Regions from separate parts of the Capra hircus genome. Here region 1 is linked to region 2. The links are chromatin contacts, called in public Hi-C maps. All regions are on one chromosome and are shown on one strand. The core of a region is the stretch at or near the end of the contact, and the rest is flanking DNA. Distances in the headings are between cores, read along the strand shown.

What was found. Hi-C and Micro-C count contacts between places; a contact is called where the count stands out from the background.
Region 1: a contact with region 2 is called in a Hi-C map of blood, with 4 times the contacts expected there. The contact joins two enhancer-like sites. A contact is called at or near these places in 2 of 5 Hi-C or Micro-C datasets (blood and liver).

What each region holds. Positions count from the first base shown.
Region 1 is chr19:23,628,520-23,632,235 of ARS1.2, reverse strand. It overlaps RAP1GAP2 (rap1 GTPase-activating protein 2), which reads right to left. Exons shown (of 26, transcript XM_018064418.1): 18 at 3,453-3,587. Among named protein-coding and RNA genes, the nearest start is that of RAP1GAP2, 190 kb to the right of the region's middle. Within about 2 kb of position 1,790, at least 2 of the 5 cell types and tissues checked have an H3K27ac peak or open chromatin away from gene starts, as enhancers often do.
Region 2 is chr19:23,503,017-23,506,509 of ARS1.2, reverse strand. The region is part of intron 3 of RAP1GAP2 (rap1 GTPase-activating protein 2); the gene reads right to left. Among named protein-coding and RNA genes, the nearest start is that of RAP1GAP2, 67 kb to the right of the region's middle. Within about 2 kb of position 2,234, at least 2 of the 5 cell types and tissues checked have an H3K27ac peak or open chromatin away from gene starts, as enhancers often do.

The DNA.
Region 1 (3,716 bases), core at 541-3,040, 130 kb before region 2:
ATAGATGGATACTTACACGTGCATGTGTGCTAAGTCACTTCAGTCGTGTCTGACTCCGCGACCCCATGGAATGTAGCCCACCCGGCTCCTCTGTCCATAGGATTCTCCAGGCAAGGCTAGCGGAGTGGGTTGCCATGCCCTCCTCCCGGGGATCTTCCTGACCCAGGGACTGAACCCACATCTCTTACATCTCCTGCATTGGCAGGCGGGTTCTCTACCACCAGCACCACCTGCAAAGCACCAGATAGATACTCATCTAAAGCAACAGTGCCAAATTTCAAAGTGTTTGTAAACGGGCAGATTCCTCAGAATATTTCTAAGCATCTCAGTTTGAAAAGCATGCCTAGATGCTCACAAACGAGCGGTTCTGTTTCTCAAGAGAGAAAAGCTTAAGTGAGAGCCAAGGGGATTGAAGTAACAGATGAAGAGCTATTCTAAGTAATGTGCCGGGCAGCACAGCCCAGGGCAGTGATGGGTCTGCCCTGGAGGTGAAGGAAGAACAATCAGAGGCAAGGGGAGAGAGGGCTGAGATGGCTTTCAGTCCTGGGAATTCTCTGTTCTGTTTCCACGTGCCTATGAGATGAGAAATTTGACAAGAAAGAGATGAAAGACGCAACTTTTCTTCCTGAGGTCATTTCCTACACCGTTTCTATGAATGATTCCACGGAGGTCTGGGTGAGGAGTTCCAAGGGAATGCCAGTGATTCTGACACCCAACACCACTCAAGTGGCCCCTAAAGAAATACCAAAACTAGAGACGGTTTCCTGAGCTGGGTCAGACCCAAGGCAAGGTCACAGGCACGGCCCAAACATCAGAACCCTCTCATCTACTGGGCTTCATGCCACTACACCTGGCCTGCCCCCAGCTTGGGAGACATGCGGGCAACAATGGAAGGGACAGGGAGAAAGAACTTGTGTTCCCAGCAAGGTTTGCAAAAAATAAGCTAATCATAACTGGCAGAGCTCTGAAGGCTTACTCGTGTGACTGACCACGACAGAGACCATGACGTGACTATCCCCTCCCCTTACCCAACAGTGCTGCCTCAAAGGCAGACAGACAGGGAAACAGAAGGCAGAGGCGAGTCTATCTTCAGCTTACACTTGGAAGGATTTAGGGTTGAAAAGATGGATTCCCGGGATTACGGGATCAAAGACGAGCAATGATAAAGTCTTGAAGCATGTCTCTTGGAAAAGCCCTTTAACTGGACCCCCTGGAGTCAAAGATACTACTGCTTCTCCAGCTGGAGGCAAGAGCCTGGACAAACGGCCTCAGGCTACTCTCCCTTAGACTCACAGCCTGTCTGTAGCTGCTGGGGCCATTTTATCCACTGTCCACAGCCTACAAGCTTTTTCAGATTATAGAAACACTTGAAATCTAAAAAATTAATTATTAACTCCTCGATACAGAAAAAAACCTGCAAAATCGAAAGCAACAGAGGCTTCGTTACATGTCTGCAATATACAGCATGATGGTAGCTAGCCACCTGCAGCTCGAGTCTTACATGAATTACATTGGCTGTGGGACTCAGGAACAGCTTGATGTGCTTGCCGTGATGGGGGGTTGGGGGAACCTACAAAGGTTTTCCCAATTACCTGGTACGGTCACCCCTCTCTTGGCTGGGCCAGCCAACCTGGCTCCCTCCTTCTTCCCCTTTCATCTCGTCTCTTATCCCTCATCCCCCTTTCTTCTTGATCTCCCAATTTCTATTTCACCCTGCCTGGCTCTGACCATCAGGACTGAAACAGATGCCCCAGGAATCTCCTGCCAGCCTCAGCAAGCAGCTTGGCTCCTACCCCCACCCCTGTAAGGAATCTCAGCAGCTGGCCCCAACTAGGCCAGCAGAGCCCTGCCCTGCTCTCTACAGTCCAGCCTGGCAGCCAGGGATGGACCCCAGGCTTGTCCGGGCCAGGCTAGCATGGGTGGAGTCCTAACAGAGTCGGGAACCAGGAGGCAGTGTCATGTAGCTGCTAAGAACAAGAGCCTTTGGAATCTGGCAGACCCAGATTTAACTCCCGTGTCTGCTGGGTGACTTGGGACAAACTGCTTTGTCTCTTTGAGTCTTAGCTTCCTCACATGTAAAATCACACCCATCGTTATTAAAACTGAGTGTGAATTATCAAACCAAGATTATCCTGCCTATAATAACAGCCTTCCTCACAGGGCAGAGGGCAGTCGTGAGGCTTTTGATGGGATAGTGTGCATTAAGCTTTCACTTTCCATGAAAACAGTAATACCAGCTAACACCTCCACTGAGCGCTTCTCGTATTCCAGGCCACATGCACTTTTCCAGGCATTATTTCAATGAGTTTTCCCACTGACTCCACGACAGAGGTCCTATTGATCATCCCTGCATTGTTGGTAAGGAATCCGCAGCTCAGAGACTTTAAAGACCGTGCCCAGGATCACATAGGGCTGGGATTCTAATATGGGCAGGTTCGACCCGACCTCACACATACTGCCACCAAAATGGCAGCTTTATAAATCATTGTGCAATGGGCAATCCAGCAGAACACGGACCTAAAGACCAGAAAACCTGGGTTTGAAACAAGGTTCCACCTCTCCTGTAGGGGTAACATTCCAAGCAGCCCTTCGGCCTCACTCAGTCTATCCCCTGGTGTGTGAGTGAAAAATATTGATTTGGTCAAAACGTTCGTTCGGGTTTTCCCAAAAGATACTATGGAAAAATCCAAATGACCTTTTTGACCAATCCAACAATAAGACCCAAGTTCTGCCAACTGCACAAGACGACAGCCAAGCTCAGATTGGATGATGGGTGTAAATACTGGGTAGACCAGCAAGCACTTGGCAAGCGAGTGACGATTAGCCTCTTTATCCCAAGTGTCTGTCAAAGCCCGACGTGAACACGTCCAGGGACAGGAGGTTCAGTACTTATTTTAGTAGCGCTCTCTGGTTAGAAAAAAGTCTCCGCTTTGCCAAGTCCACAAGGACTTGCCTGTAACTCCATCCCACCGGCCCTGGCCAGGTCCTCCACTGCCCTGCCAGTTGGGAACAACCCTTGCAGTTTCCCACACTGGCTGCCAGAGACCCCTAAGGCTTGTGTCCTTGCCTCTGCTATCCTGCCCTGGGGTCCCCAGCCACTGAAAGAGGCAGATGAAAGCGGTAATGTTCTTATTTTGCACAGGCTCCTCTCCTGCTGCTAACGCTTCCCCCATCTCTGCCTACCCGACCAGACCAGGAGGAGATGACACAGATCAAAGAAAGGAGGTAGAAGATGGCCAGAGACGCTGTTGGTGCTCCGACTGCTCACATTCCCCGATGCCCCTGCCCTCTGCAAACAGCTGTGATGCCCCTGCTGCCCACGCCCCTCTGGTTGGCACTTGGGCTCTGGGGTTAGGATCACGAGGACTTTGCCCTGCTGTCTTCCCTGGGTCCACCCCCACACACACACACCTCGCTGCCCTAGCAATAGCCAGCCACTCTTGTGCCTGTACCTTAAAAGACTCCAGGAATCCCCCATGGCCCCCATTCTCAAACTTGTCCTCTTCTGGGCCCAGTCCCAGCATGGCCTGAGTGTGGGCATGGAGTTCATCGTGAAGGTTGTCCAGGAGGGCGGCCCTCGTCCGGTCCTGGAAGGGAAAACAGGCGTTGTGAAGCTGGCACTGGTGGCAGAGGCGTGCCTGCTCCCTAGGGGGATCCAGACACCTGGCCCAAGGGCTGCTATTCTGATCAACTGCATCCGGGCGACGGTGTGGACC
Region 2 (3,493 bases), core at 985-3,484:
GTTTGAAAGAGAATCAAAAGGGAACAATTTTTCAGATAGGTGACTCAAAGGCCCTCCAGGGCCACATCCATGGGGCACTTTGGGGTGGACTGAGAAGGCTGGACGCTTCCAGACTACAGGGAATGAGGTCAGTGAGGACAGAAGTGGTCAGAGCAGGGGTCTCTTCCCAGATCCCAAGTCATTTAGCAGCAGTTTATCTGTAGAGGTGTCCCAGCTCGCAGGACCTCCAAGGTCTGTTCCAGCCCTCCCCTCTTTCCAGTCCACAGTCCCTGAGAACAAAGTGCCAGGCAGCTGCCAATCTGGGTCTCTGCCCCCAATCCAAGGAAACCCAAAGGCTGGGGGGGGGGGGGTGGAGGGGGGCGGTTCGGGGTTGGGGGGGGCTGGGTGGGAGCTGGAAATGAGGAGGGGATGGGGGAGTTAATCATGAACAGAGGGCAGACAGCTGCACAGCCCCATTCCTAAGGGGCCAGTGGGGTGAGGCAGACAGACACGCATGCTTGGTCCTGAAGAAAAGAGCCTTCTGTGCCCGGGAAGCCGCTCCAGGAGACACATCCGTGTGAAACCAGGACTCAGCCCCGCTGCCAGCGCCCAGGTCTGAGAGCCCAAAGCAAGTGCTCCCTCCGCGCCCCACCCCCACCTCCACTACTCTCCAAAAGGATCGCAGCCCTTCTTGGCTAGGATCGTGGGTAGATGTGGGGCAACCGGGGCTGCGGAGCCACACGGGGTGGGGCCTTTTACGAAAACCAGCTATTTTTAGATGTCTTGCTTGTCCCCTTCTGCAGGGGACAGTGTGCCCAGCCATCACACCAACTTTGGAGCAATTCAAGAGTTAAAACCTTACAGTATTAGATTTGCTCAGGACGGGTCAGCACCCCTCACGCTCTTATGCCTTTGAGGATACACTCACACACACACCAGCTCCAGCTCAGAGAAATCACTCAGAAGCCCCCCAACCCCACCCCCATGACTCCTTTCAGCAGAGCACTCACACCTGGGCTTGCAGAGAACCAGACTGACGTTCATTCGTGGCAGGTACGTCAGCGCCCCCTGCTGGACAACGTTACTATTGCGTCTCTGGGACATCACCAAATGAGCAGAAGAGGAGGGGGGAGGAGGGGCGGAGAGGAAGGGGAGAGGGAAAGGGGAGGGAAGGGAAAGACTGGGAAGGTCATTTGAGGTGGGGAAGCAGTTTCTATTTTGAAAGGAGGGAGAGCGATGCAAGAAAGATCTTCGCCAACACGTTGACTCTCCTCCCAGCTCCTAACCTCCCCTCTCTCAGAACTCACAACCAGCCCCCCAAAAGGGGTCCATCCCACAACAGGGTCCTTCGGTAACAGCAACAGGCCATGCCCAGGCTGGGCACAGGAGCCAAGTTTGGGAACCGCAGCTCAGCCTACCTCCCCGGAGCCACACACATCCTACCGAACAGAGGATCTGCCGAGAAACTGGCTCAGATTCTGGAAACGGATCTCAGTGATTTGTGTGGCATTTCCAAGCTCTAGGCAAAGGAAACCAAACCCGAGGAAGCCCACATATCCCACTCAGCGGCAGGCATCCGGCCCTTGGGCCACACACCATTTGGTATCCAGAGCCTGCAATGGACAACGTCCATCAGAACTTTGCTGATTTCCTGTTCAGGAATTACAAGAGAGGGGTGGGGCGGTAGGCGGAAGAAGAAAGGAGTTTTTCATCTTTTTCTTGGGTTCCTAAAGGTATTTAAAGTACTTCTTTCTGGTTTATTTGTGGAATTCTTTTAAGAGTGATCCTGGAACCCAGTTTATTTATGTGGTTGTGTTAGGTCTTAGGCACTCTGCGTGGGCTCTGTTGTGGCGGGGGTTCATAGTTGCCCTGTGGCATGTGAGATCTTAGCTCCCTGGCCAGGGATCGAACAGGGCTGGTTGTGAGTTCTGAGAGAGGGGAGGTTAGGAGCTGGGAGGAGAGTCAACGTGTTGACGAAGATCTCTCTTGCATCGCTCTCTGTCCCCTGCGCTGGAAGGTGGACTCTCAACCACTGGACCACCAGGGACGCCCCTATTTATGGCATTTTGAATCGATGAATCTAAGCATGTCTATAGCATGACTATAATTTTTCCCACAGTAGAAACATTCAAAAGGATTCTTCCATGTGTGAAATTCCTGATGAACAGAAAGACGTAGATTTTGCATGGAGGCTGCCCGGGGTCATTCCGGAGAACTGGGAGCAGATGAGGTGGAGGGCGGGTGGCCTGCAGCACAGTCATCTCACACCCAGGGTCCCCAGTCAGTCCCCACCTCACTGATTAGCAAATCCTGCCAACCCTTGCTACCACTGGAGCCACTTCCAACGCTAGGTTTTCTGGGCTGAGTGGAAAAGTGAGGAAAGCTGTCTTTCCATAATATTAGCAACATTGCTTAGCAACAACTTTCAAAGCAAGAACCGGCAGAAAACCGGTTCTCCAAAAACCTATTCTGTCTGGCTCTACAAAGAACACAGTGGTTTCTTATACAAGCATTATTTACATACTGTTCTGTATAGTCAGTAATGCCTTCTGTGTCTGGCTTCCTCCGGAGAGGAGAGGACGTACTACACCTAAGTGAGAATTCCAGACAACAGAGCTTTGAGTAGCAAAACTTTTCTTTGCTTGCTTGCTTGCTTTTACTGTAGTGACCTTGGCTAGAAATTTCTGTAAGACGTCTTACATATTTTTGCCCACTTCAAATGCAGGTTTAATAGAATCTTTTCTGGGTGACTCAGAGCCATCATTATCAATATCACCCACTGTACTTGAGCTAAAACTGTTATGAACAACAGGTCATTGAGAGGAGGACCCATTTGTTTCTAGACTTAATGACTTCAATCAGCTGTGATGGAAAGATACCACAGTGAGGGAATAAAACTGAAAGATCCTGCAGTTAGACAAACCAGAGCTCAAATCTTGATTTCAGCTTTTACTGTCTTTGTGGCTGTGGGCTAGAAATTTAACCTCTCTAAGCCTCAGTTTGATCATCTATAAAATGGGAATAACAACAGTGTGTTGCTCCTAGGGTTCTTCCAAGGATCCAGTGAACATGTGTGGTTCACATAAAGACTTCTGTGAAAATGTTCGTGGTGGTTTTATTCAAAATAGACAGTCCAGGGACCTTCCTGGTGGTCCAGTGGTTTGGCCATGCTCTCACTGCCGAAGGCCAGGTTCTATCCCTGGCAGAGGAATTAAGATCCCACAAGCCACAAGGCATGGTCCAAAAAAGGAAAAAGTTCTTAGTAGGGGGAAACGGTTAATAGTGTTTATCTCTAGAATTATGATGATTTTTATTGTTGTCTTTGCATTTTCTTCTATTTATAACTAAGTGATCAGTTTTTATTACTACATGAACTGCATGTTCAGGTTAATAGCATTTATCTCTAGAATTATGATGACTTTTATTATTGTCTTTGCATTTTCTTCTATTTAGAAATATAACTACATGTTAGTTTTAGTAAGTTAACAGATGGATGTTATAATCAGTTAAAGGA